Regions from separate parts of the Sparus aurata genome. Here region 2 is linked to region 1. A link is a contact called in public Hi-C data. All regions are on one chromosome and are shown on one strand. The core of a region is the stretch at or near the end of the contact, and the rest is flanking DNA. Distances in the headings are between cores, read along the strand shown.

Evidence for each region. A called contact is a pair of places that touch in the nucleus more often than the background predicts.
Region 2: a contact with region 1 is called in a Hi-C map of an unstated tissue, with 5 times the contacts expected there. The contact joins the promoter of LOC115595508 here to the promoter of cry1a in region 1. A contact is called at or near these places in 2 of 2 Hi-C or Micro-C datasets (skeletal muscle and an unstated tissue).

Annotation. Positions count from the first base shown.
Region 1 is chr14:20,052,513-20,058,869 of fSpaAur1.1, forward strand. It overlaps cry1a (cryptochrome circadian regulator 1a), which reads right to left and starts at 2,755. Exons shown (of 14, transcript XM_030440701.1): 1 at 2,583-2,755. The coding sequence starts at 2,740.
Region 2 is chr14:20,251,022-20,257,378 of fSpaAur1.1, forward strand. LOC115595508 (PR domain zinc finger protein 5-like) reads left to right here and starts at 3,270. Exons shown (of 7, transcript XM_030440090.1): 1 at 3,270-3,625; 2 at 5,610-5,812; 3 at 6,247-6,348. The coding sequence starts at 3,598.

The DNA.
Region 1 (6,357 bases), core at 1,505-4,004:
TGTTAAAAACGATGCTCACTGTTTGTTTTGACTGAAAAAACTTCCCACTTAACACTGAAGTTTATTCAAGGCGGTTTACAAGGTGGAAGGTTGGGAAATGAGGAGGACAGAGCCAGTGGGTTAGAGGTTGGCAAACTCTTGCTAACTCAACCCGTCCTCGCTCTTATCTCTTGTCACATGAGCCTGTAAAGCTGCACATACTTAATTGTGTCACCAGACTCAAACAGGTTGTCCTATCTTGCATTCATGCAAGCACGTGCGCACACACAGGCTTACTGTCTGCTCAGAAAATGTCAGTTATGTAAAATGCAAGAATTAAATGCTGCAATGCCTCGCCAACGATGAACTGTGAGGATAAAAACAGGTCAAACTCAGGTCATACATCAAGACGAACAGACATAATCCACCTTTCATTGTCTCTCCAGGCAGTGCAGACTGAAGGAACAGACAAGCTTTCACTACATAGAATCAATGCAAAGAGATTAAAACCACGCTTGATAATTCATTAGTCTCAGCTCGGGTACATGCGGAAGACTTATTGAGCCTGGAGACGCAGATATTTCCTCATTTCCATCTCAGTGGCTTCAGATTTCGGAAAGATCTACATCTGCCAAGTGCCGTTCCTTGTGGAAGAAATGATGTGACTGTCTTTCACAATGCCATAATCTACTGACACATTTCGAGATTTTCGGTCTACGCCGCAATGACCCGTGGCGCTTTAATATGACCGAGTTTGGGTACTGATGCCGTAATAAGGCTGTGCACAGAGCATTAAGACCGCAATCCATTTTGGAAATAATTACAGTCTCGCAGGAAAGTGAGGATTAACACACCAAAATACTGTTTATCAATTTGAGATCTGACTTACCTTCTGAGGAGGAAAAGGAACAAGTAATATTATAAATGTCTGATCTCAGCCCCTGATATTTACTGTGCCTCATTTAATTATGCATCTGAAGGTATAATTGATGTTTGTTTTTTGGATGATTGCTGGGTGGAGATTGCAGTTTTTATTCCCACAAAATTTCATTATGTAAAAGAGGACACAATTGTGTGATTGACCCAGATTTCAGCAAACTTCATTACATATTATGATAAATATAAAAATCTAATCAGTTTAATATTATTCTATGATTCACTGTTGAGATTTCTGTCGTGTTGAAAGATGAAGTTAATACCTATAGGGATACAACGTTTTATACTTTTGCTTGAAAAATTACTGAAACTCCTTAATCAATCATCAAAATAGTTTGTTCAGCTACCAAGTACCTTTTCTCTCTTATGACATAACAAGCAAAACCTACAGTGTGGCGGAAAACATCTTATGCATACACCTGCTGTAAAGATAAAAGCAGGAGCAAACCAGTTTGACAAAGCTGTGCCAGATATTTGTTACATGCTTTCTATATTTTACAAGTGGGCTTAAATATTTAAGTTACTGCAGACACTTCAAAACAGCTTTACAATGCCAATCCAGACCAACCACATCTAATGGCAACGAAGGCCGCCTGGTGCGTTCTCATAAAAAATATGTCTTGGTGAAACGATGGATGCTACAGCGACAGGCTTTCCTTCTGTTTCTCTTCTCGCGAACTGATTCAACTGACTGAACAACCAGGCTGAATGATTTCGAGCTGTGTCGGTGATTCAACACGCTCAACCAGCCGAAAAAGCTGCCGACAAGGGACGACTGCCGACAGTGTGGGACACACCGCAACAACCAATCCCCAACACTCGACAATGGTCAGCGCCCTTAAATACATCTGCACCAACATCATCACAGTTACAATATGACAGTTCAAATATACTGCATTAAAAAGACCAACAAACACCGACCAATATATCTGCCTATCACAGATACAGCACGGATCGGTGCCGCTGTATATGTTGTCCTATTTAAACTTTTGGTTTCTTTTTCACATTACATAAGGAAAGAAAAGATGCCTTGGGTAATTTCTAACCTTTGAGTCATAGTGAAGTTTTTGTTTCTGTGAAATTGTGTCAATTTGGATGATAAAATGTAATGTTCAACCATTAAAAACATCCACATCAATTCTTATCTATATCACCAATATACCACCTATATCATCAAGTGTTTAATGACCAGATTTTCTAAGGTCGTTGCAGAAATTGTGCATTTATAAATACATATGTCAATATATCTATAATATATCTATGGTAAAAATCTGTTGGTTACTTTTATTGACTAATCCATTATTAATTTGTCTGTCCAACAATACAAAAACATTAAAAGTGATTATATTGTATTTTTGCAGTGCCCAACTGACATCATGTAATTGATGCAAATCCACAAAAAGATTGTCACAAAAACTCTGCAATGGCATTTATACATCTAAAGTGACCTAATCAATAACTCCCCATCAATAGTTGCACAAACATTACCTGCCAACTGCCTAGTTGATGTGTCTGCTAATCATTTGAGCTCATCAGCACAAAGAAAATGCTGTCAAATATAAAACTGCTGCATGCACTTGTCACAGAATCTTATAAAAACAAATCACAGCAATCCCAGAGAGGAGTCAGGTGTGTGATGGTGTTCTGCAAGTGGCTGCACTGCTCACCTCCACCTGTTGATCCCGACGTTGGAAGAGCCCGCGAACCAGGGGTCGAGGATGTAGACGCAGCGGACAGTATCCGCTCCCAGCAGAGATTCCTTGAGCGACGGGTTGTCGTGGAGCCGCAAGCCCTTCCTGAACCAGTGGATCGTATTAATGACCATTACTCAACTGGACGAGTCCTTTTATTCCTTTTTGAATTATTAGCAGTCTTTTGATGGTCGCTTCCTCTCTTGGTGGTGTTGAGTGTTTAAAAATAAAAAACAAAAATAGAAAATCCCAGACAGAAGCAGCAGAATCGAGTCCACTGAGAAATCGAAGAAAAAGCGCACGTATGCTCTTGTCAGCATACAGTTGTTGCGGTCCAGATGTGTGATTAACCTTGCTCTAACAAGACCTTTTCCATAATGTCGAAGAATTTAGAAACCGATGGCTGCTGAACCATTTGGGCACGAGACAAGACAGCGCGCGCTCCCCGTAAATGTGACGGGCACAAACACGGCGGGCGCTAGGACCTGACACGAGCCTGTCTTGTTGTATAACTTGTTTTCGCGAACACCGAGAAATACGTTTAAATCGTTAAATAAACGCGTTGTTTAGCAAAACTGTGCTCAAACGATGTTATTTAAGTAGAATCAGATGACAGCGGTGAATTGCTCTGTATTTTGAAGCAGTTGGTGCTGCTAACGGCCACAGGTCACGGCGCGAGTCCGGTTGCCGTGAGTACCAAGAAAGCTGGTTATGTAAATACAATTTCTGACTGCGATTCCGTCAAACTCGTCGTCCTAAAGTCACCTAAAACAACACTTAGCTGTTTAGAATTCTCTTCGGTTCCGTGTGTGCCGTCTTTCCCGCTGCCGAGCCGATATTTTGGTTGTCTGTATCAGAAAATTTTCCTCAACGTCCACGAATAGCTGCTCACCCTCTTCACCGCACCTACACAACTGGCACCGCCCACCACGGACGCACACAGCTTGGAGCTCACCGATTGGTCCAGAGCGTTTCCCGGCGTGGTCACGTTTCTGCAGCGTGCTTCTCTCCTGCCCTCACAGACAGCAGGCAGCTAGCGTGGCTCCGTTAACACACTTGTGACGATGTTACTGAATTGTGACCTCTTATGGTAGAACGAGCTGCTTCAGTGTGTTAGCATGCTAATTCATAAAAGTTCTGTCGATACATGTTATATCGGAGAAGACAGAGTTCGCAGAGGTGAACGGCACGGTGGTGTTTTTGGGGAGGTTTACTAAAAGTACACTACTCCAAATGAATTAGGGGTATGGGAATATTTTAGTGCAAAAACAGTGTCTTTGTCAGCGTGTAAATAGTAACTAGTGGTGCTAAAACGAGGATATAACATATGCCGAATTTACAAGAAGGTCCAAATAGTTAAGAATATATCAGACACGGCGCTTCAAAAGGTTTATAAAGTTCCTCCTAACTCAACAATTCACAAAATTGAGCGATTTTATAAGGGAGTCTGGGTTAGAGGAGCTTCTCTCCCTCTTCGTGGCTGTTTTGACCTATATTATGCTAATATGCTTGTTGTTAATTACAGTTAATAATGATCAGATTAGTTTTATCCTGGCTGTTCGAATTATTACAAAAACGTGAATGCCGTGCAGCAGTTACATGACATCATAACACAGGCTGACCCTTCTTTACCCCAGCTGTGACTCCCTCCTCCTCCTCCTCCCTCTGGGTGTCAGCCTGAACAGCTTACCGGCCTGTTTACGACAAAAGAACCCGGATCAGCACGTGAAGTCAGGCATGATCCGCCCGCACTCTTCAACGTGTGTGTGTGTGAGTGTGTTTCATTGTAGTACTGTTGTAGTACAGTAGTAGGCTGAAAGCCACTGACGCACTTTATATAATAAATCAGTTGTGCAGTTTAGAGTGGCACTGTGTAGTTTTGGAGAGGAAATCCAAACTTAGACTTTTAATATTAACAACAGTAATGAGGTAATAAAACAAAGTTTCCACAACTTTATAAAAAACTGTTCTCAGAGGAAGATAAGGTCCTCAGGTCACTGTTTAAAGCTAGAAAGGTGGCAGGGTCCGCCACATAAAAACAAAGTCAAATAGTATGAAACTGTCTTGTCCTTGAAGGTCAGTTTGTTTACTCAGTTCATTCAGTCAGCTGGTAAAAACTCACAAATAGTTCTGTATGAGGCAGAAGCACATTGAAAGCCAACTTCAGATTAGTTGTGATTATATCTTAAATCTGCATAACAGATAAGATATCTTTCTCCTTTATTGTACACATTTTCAGATAAAGGAATAAACACAAACAAAACTTAAACAAGTAAAAAAAACAACTAATAAGACTACTATAATAAATACTACATACACATTTTACAGTGTTAAAGTTAGAGTTTTACATTCAGTGAGGCGGTACTATTTTCTTCATAAAGTGCAGAAACTTTGCCTGGATTCTGACTATTCTTTCTTATATTAAAGTCTAATATAAAACCTTTTATTTCCCATCTTATCTTGACTAAAACACAGGATTACATCAACCATATTTATTTCAAGAACAACTGTATGTTTCTTTTTTTTAAGATAGTTTAATCTATCTGCACAAGCCAAAATAGTTTTGCCACGTTTGCCATTGTCTTTCATTTTCTCACACTATAACTGCTTATTTGGGCTCATGTAATATATATGCAATAACTTAGAATAGAATAGAAAAGCTTTAAGAGTTGTCCTTTTATCTTCTCTTTTGTGTGTAGCTATATGCAGATAATTTTCAATGCCCTATGTGCATCACTATACTAGTTTTTTATGTAATATTTCTCATTCTTTCCCCAGTTTACTTCATGCTCATTGTTATTATGAGGTGTAGTAGCAATATATGTAATTGTATATAATGTAAATAACCGAGAAGCATATAAATATTGTCACAATGCTGTAAGTATGAACAACATAAAGTTAAATATATATAATTATTTGGTCTCTATTCTTATATTTGCAACTACAAAATTTCTTGTGACTCTGCCATTGTTGTTATGTTGTATATGTGCATGACTTGAGGGTGCCATAAAAATTAAGTTATCATTAGAATAATGTTAATATAACATATACATTGTCATAACTGCTATTGTAGTATCATTATTTTTATGTGATTTGCGTTAATATCTGACGCAATGTTTAAATGCGTCACAGAATTCTCTTACATAAAATTGCTTCGTAATTATGCAAGATGCAAATTGCAGCCGGTGGCCTGTGGAGGTGCTGTAGTACTGCATTCTGTCCACTGAGGGGCAGTATGACATCACAACACTGAAGCTCTCTTCCTGACTGATATGAACTTTAACAATTAACAATTAATAATAGGCTATAATTATCTGTTAAAGTCAAGGTTTAGAAAAAGAAGAGCATTTTTTGAACAACAAAAGAAAATACAGTTGTCTATTAATGTTTTTTAAACAAGCCAAAGATAAAGATTTACTGTATATATACAGCTGACATGGTGTAAAGCAGCATACTCAGACATAATTACACAAAGCACATTTCAGACAAAGACAAATCTAAAGAAAAACACAAGATTTAATGTGTCGCCAATTATACAAACATGACTGCATGACCAAGGAAGCCCGTTTACATGACACACACTCTCTGCTGGCAAAACACGAACATCTCGCCGTGGAGAAATCATGTTCATTTTGCTGTTACCAGGCAACCAACGCTTAATACGTGAGGACAAGCTCTGGAGGACCACAGAGCATGTAGAGAAGCAGCTGACAGCTGCCCACCTCCGCCGCTCTCACCTTAGTTAGTCAGC
Region 2 (6,357 bases), core at 2,020-4,519, 200 kb after region 1:
GGTGGAGTATAACAACATAAAGGAATGTTACACTCGTGCTGCAGTTTCTGTGGTTCCATGACATGCTTTTGTGGACAGCTAATAAACGACCAGAGTTTAAACCGTATGAAGGGCGTTTTTATTCTTTTTGTTTAATTTGGGTTTGAATGGTAAGAAATTGCTGTGCTTGTACCAAATTCCAAAATACCTTCAAAATGAATGTTGTTCCCCTCGTAGCTGTTGTGTTTACATCTGTAGCGCCACTGTGTAGCGCTTTAGCAAGTGTTAGCATGCTAACAGGAAACTGCAAATAGCGGATTTAAGGATGAATCATTTATAACAATTGAAAAACTGATAATTTCTCATGTGACATCTGGAATATATCATTTTATATGTCATTTAAAAAAAAGGTTGAACAGATATTTTAAACTTAAAGTTTTATTTTCCAGAAAAAGCAGAGGAGGCAAAGGTAGCATAAAGGCTAACTGTTAGCATAAAACAGAATACAAACATGTATTAAAAAGCAAAGCCAAGACACTGGAGTCTAAACTTCCTTTTAACGGTGCTGTTTGTAAGAAAAGTGGATTTTTGCGTCTTGTTCCTGGCTCGTTAAATAACGACACTTTGGGATTATTGGACAGTTTTTTTTGTTATTTTCTTACAATGAGCACCTTTAAAATCGAGGATGGTTCTTAATGGAAATTCAAAGACTTAACCAACATTATGCTTTTTCCCAAGCAGCTGATCTTGAAGGATATGGCTAAAAATATTCAACAAATTCTATGTAAAGACCAAAAACAATGGTCTTAGTCCAACTCTAAAACTTTTTAAATACGTGTCTAAGACTCGACCCTCTGATCAACCTCTCTGGTTTCCTTTTGTGGTATCAATTCTCCTGCATTTCTCCCAATTTCTGACAGAGTTTCATCCCTTCTTTTCCTCTTCCTGTCATCACAAGCTTTGTCTTGCACTCTGGCGTCCTGTGCTGTCGCGCCTCGTCCTCCTCAAAAGAAAGATTCCTGCTCATGTAATGTTTCAAAGAAGAGGGGGATGCATTTTGTAGAATCTGCGGTGTCAAATGTTTCTTTTCCCAGCCAGCTTCAGTCACCATCGAGAGGCTGACCAGCAGGCTCTGAAGGCAAGACAATGACTGAATCGATGAATAAAACTTATGGATTTACGTTTATGCCAGTGATTCACACAAAAGGTTAATTATTCTGCATTCTTTCTTGAAAAGTATTTAATATAAAATTACGTTCTTTAAAATTCACACAGGAAACAAAGTATCTGGAACCCAATTTTTCAGAGTTTTGCTTTCAAAATCCTTCCTATTTTTAAGATTTCAAGGTCAGACTCACAATGAACTTCAGTGGATGTGTTTATGGTAATCAGTCCCTCCAACAGCGAGGTTCATCGATGTGCTTATAGTCATTTTTGGCCAACGATGGAACAGATTCCACTGTGGAATGTGGCTGTAAGCTCTCTCAGGTGGTTATACTTCCTTGTAAGGCTCAGTAACTATTGTTTTTGGTCTTTTCAAAAGAAAAGTTGACAAGAAAATGAGAGAACATCACCAGACGTGTCCGTGGAAGTAGAAGTTTATATCCACAGTGGCGATATGACCGGTGTGACAGCCGATAGTTACTAAACACTGAATCATTCTGAAGGTCTAAACTCTGATTATTTGTTTTCTAACATTATATAAACAACTTTGTTTTATTTTTATGTGCTGGTGCTGGAAATAATTCTTCTTCACAAGGACGCTGCATCGTCCGCTGGATGAAAATGTGACAGATCTGGCCGCGGCCCAGCAGCGGGGTGTTTTATCGATCCCTTTACTGCGACCGGGGAAATGATTCAAGGTACTTAAAGTCGTGACAGCTCCCTCACAAAGCCAACGGACTGTCTGCAGTCAGACTGATAAAGAAATACAGGCTCATAAAAAGTCTGGAGCTCAGTTTGGCTGGGGTTCCTGTTTTTTCAGGGGGGGATTCTCCACAGGAACAAACTGCACCGAACACAACCAGCATCCCTTATAATCTACGGCTTAGATAGCTATAGTCTTTAGTGTAATTAAGCAAAAATTACCCCCCATAAAATCATTTTTCTCAGCTCCTCCAGTGTGAATAATTTCTGATCTCTTTGATATTAGATATCAAACTGAATATCTTTGGGTTTTGAACCATAATACAACAGTTTCAATATGTCAGCTGGAGTGTGGAGACATGTGAGGGTGACTTTTCATACTTGTTTGACATTTTACAGCACAATTATTGACATTTATTTAGGAGAAGTTTAGTAAATAAGGCAAATAGTTGTAAGCTGCAGCGGTAATAAAGCCGATAATATCTCCTATGAGGGGTCTCACAAATGACAATAATCACTGATTCCATAGACTCAAGGTTCAATTTTCACTTCATGGCTTATTTAATAGTTTTGCTTGACAAAAAGAAGACTAAAGGAAAAAGGGAATACAATAGTTGTCATATTCTTTATTGAACGAATGACACATGTCAAACAATTAGACAACTAAAAAAAAACCATAGAGCAAAATTCATACAATCAAGTAAATAACAAGAAGCCAGGGAGGCAACCATAAATGCGGACATGTGAGGGACATGTAAAAAAAAAATGAAAAAATGTACAATTCATAAATTAAATACTTTACATGCAACACGGTTCTTATGGCCTGCTCGTTGTGACAAAATTAAACAGTTATTATCGATTTTAGAGCTGATTATGCTAATAAGACTCCTTGTTTTTACAAGGCTTCAGTGTAAGGGCAGGGGTGATGCTGATTAATGCTCCGGTGTGTCATCGAGCCCTGAGTTTAGGCCTGCCCAAAAACATCCTAAACACAAAAATGGTGATAAAACAATTAACTGTCTAACTCCACAATTCGGCAATATATAGTCAGAAGTCTTCAAACATGGTTTCAACAACCAGTTTCAAAGATTTATTATGTGCTTTGAATCAAATCTCTGAATTATCTTCACACGATCTTTAAAAAAATTGTAAAATACAGTAAAAAACTGGGTCTTTTCGCTATAAAACTTGCATTTATGTATATAGAATTCTGCCAGGATCATCGACAGATTAATGACAAATGATTAATGATGTGCCTTTTCTTCAAATATTTTATCAAAGTTAAAGAATCCAAATATTATATGTTCATAAAATAATGCAAAATCTTTGGAAAATGTGTGACAATAATATATTGCGTTTGGGTTCAGTTCCTCAAACAGCCTCCAGGGGGCAGTAATGACCAGACGAGCTTCATGGAGGCCTGAAAACTACCAGGCGAAGAAGAAGAATATGTTCCCTTGACAGGAAATCCTGAAGTTGGCCAAATTATCAAACTATTCTGCTAGTTTTGTTCACTTAAATTATTAGGATATGCCCTAACAGGCCGTACGAGCCAGACGTGTACCTCCAACAGATCGCTGCTGCTGAGTGAAGCCAGATAAACACTTTATTCTCTACGCCTGCGCACTGAAACGGACAGAATATCGAGCCGCCCTTCCTCCCCGCCAACTTGCACCGCAGGGTCGGGCGGACGTCGACTCACAACAACCCCGAGTTCATTTGCTCGCCTATCTGGATATCCTCCGAGGCAAAATGGAGAGCCCACATCGCACCGAAAACGGTAAGCCAACAAGAACTGAAACAAGCCGCACCCATCGAGAGTTATGGGGTTAGCTTTTGGATTGTGTGCGCACGATTTTGAACATGGCGTACCCCGCTCTGAGATGGCGGTGGCTTTGTGCTACGTTACAGCGGGCTGATGTGTACGGTGGTTATCTGAAGGAGCTTCACGGCAGCTAAGCTAGCTAGCAAGTTAGCTCACCCGTCCTTACATTTTATCATGAAATAATTGATTTAAAGGTTCAGATAGCGTTAGCTAGCTAACTGTCGGCATTAGCGCTGATTAGCAGCTGATGACGAGATATGTGGCGGTTGACAGATGCTGCCTTCACGGGCTTCAACTGAAACGGCTAACATAGCAAGTGGCTAAAAACAAAGATACAGGACAACTAACCTTGACGTCCGAGTGAAGGGTTATCATAGAAGCACACAGTAAATCAATTTCCTACATAAAAATGCCGAAGATGAAAGTAATGTCCTCCCAAAACGACTATTTTTCAAGAACTTAGACACAGCTCAGAAAGTCACGACTACCGCAGCCATGTTTACCACTCTATTGGGTAAGTCGTAATTACGACACAGTTACGAGACCATGAAGGCAACCAGAGCCAGGTTGGGAGAGGTGGATGGTAGCTGGACCACTGACCCAGCAGAGACCACTGACCCACCAGGGGCCACTGACCCAGCAGAGACCACTGACCCACCAGGGGCTACTGACCCACCAGAGACCACTGACCCACCAGGGGCTACTGACCCACCAGAGACCACTGACCCACCAGAGACTACTGACCCACCAGGGGCTACTGACCCACCAGAGACTACTGACCCACCAGGGGCTACTGACCCACCAGAGACTACTGACCCACCAGGGGCCACAAGAGTCACCAGAGACCACTGACCCAGCAGAGACCACTGACCCACCAGGGGCTACTGACCCACCAGAGACTACTGACCCACCAGGGGCTACTGACCCACCAGAGACCACTGACCCACCAGGGGCTACTGACCCACCAGAGACCACTGACCCACCAGGGGCTACTGACCCACCAGAGACTACTGACCCACCAGGGGCTACTGACCCACCAGGGGCTACTGACCCACCAGGGGCCACAAGAGTCACCAGGGACCACTGACCCAACAAGGGCCATTGACCCAGCATTGACCCCAAAGACCTGAGCATCCTTCTCTGTCAGATAGTTGTATGTTATTATAATTAATTAGAAACTGTTAGAGATGGTTTTGTTTGCAAATATGATGGAAAGTGCAGCAAAATGGCAATATTACCCCAACAGTTAGAGGATACTCAGATTAAATGGTAGATATCCCTGCATAAATGTGTTTACTACCTAATAAGATCCATCAACATGTGAACATTTGAACAACGTGAAGTTTTTCCTCACTTGAATCGAGGGTCTAAGGACAGAGGATGTTGTTCACTGTACAGATTGTAAAGCCCATTGAGGCAATGTGATTGTGATTTGGGGCTATATAAATACAATTGATTTGATTTGATTAATAATTGATAAACTAGTTGGCCGATGTTATCAGCTGATACTGGCCTGTCACAGATGTATCGTATCGACATAAGCTGTCATATGTATGTTCTATAAAAGATGCTTTAGGTAATTTATGATTACTACATTGCCAGTGAAGTTTACTATTTAAGTGCATTGATGTTATTTCAGAAAAGAAAGTTTATTGTTAAACTGTAGGGGTCGATCAGCTGATACCGATACTGATTATTAGTAATTACGGAGACTGATGATGGATAATTTGGAACCAATATATATTTACAGGTAATATAGAAATCTCAATCAAAGTCAAGAATAACCAGTGATGAAATGTATTTGTTACATTTTCATGCATAAGATTTTTAATATAGGCCAGAATCAATAATTCATCAGTACATCTTAACTTGGAACACACTTCAAACTGAACCACTGATGATTCACAGTCAGACGCTGATATTGTGAATTAATTTCCAGACTCTCCTCTGCTGCTGCCGTCTCTTCGCCTCTTCATCCCTCCTCTGCGCCTGGTGTCGGCGGCCATGTGGCAGGTCGTCCAGAGGGGGAACGTGCAGGACTACGGGATGGTGGAGGAGTTCATCAGCACCGTTTCAGAAATTGTACCTGATCTTCTGAACGCGGATCAGAAAGCTCAGCTCCTCCTGGGACTCAGAGCTCGGGTAAGACTGTCTGATATCTTTATGCAGTGTTTAGCAAAGACGTTTAAAGGAAACACAGGGTGTAAAACGGCAACAACAAGCAGTTTGATTTCTCTCCTTGAGCTGTCAAAACAAAGAATAAAAACCTGTCGTTGTGCATTCAGTTGGTAATGGGTATAATCATAGAAACGTCACCTTGAAATCCACAACATCTAAACAATAAAAGTCTGAGTTATTGCCTGACAGACGGTAAGTGCAGCTGATGAAGGAGTTTAATATTTCCTAGACAGAAATTGTCGACTTCACCTGCGAGCCAGAGTACATCTCGACTGAACACAGTTATTAAACATTTTCATTTTCCGCCGCTGGATCTGAGCCTGCTGTTAGTGAATAACATTTCCAGGTGCCGTCTCCTGTCAGTTGTGTTTACCCTGAGGTGAAACCATTTGTTGCAGGTGGTCCTCGAATTGTGTCGAGCCGAGCAGATAACGGATTCAGAGACCATCGAGGTGCACCTGGAGCGGATCAAGGCCCTCATATCCACGTGGGCGGCACAGGTTGGCTTC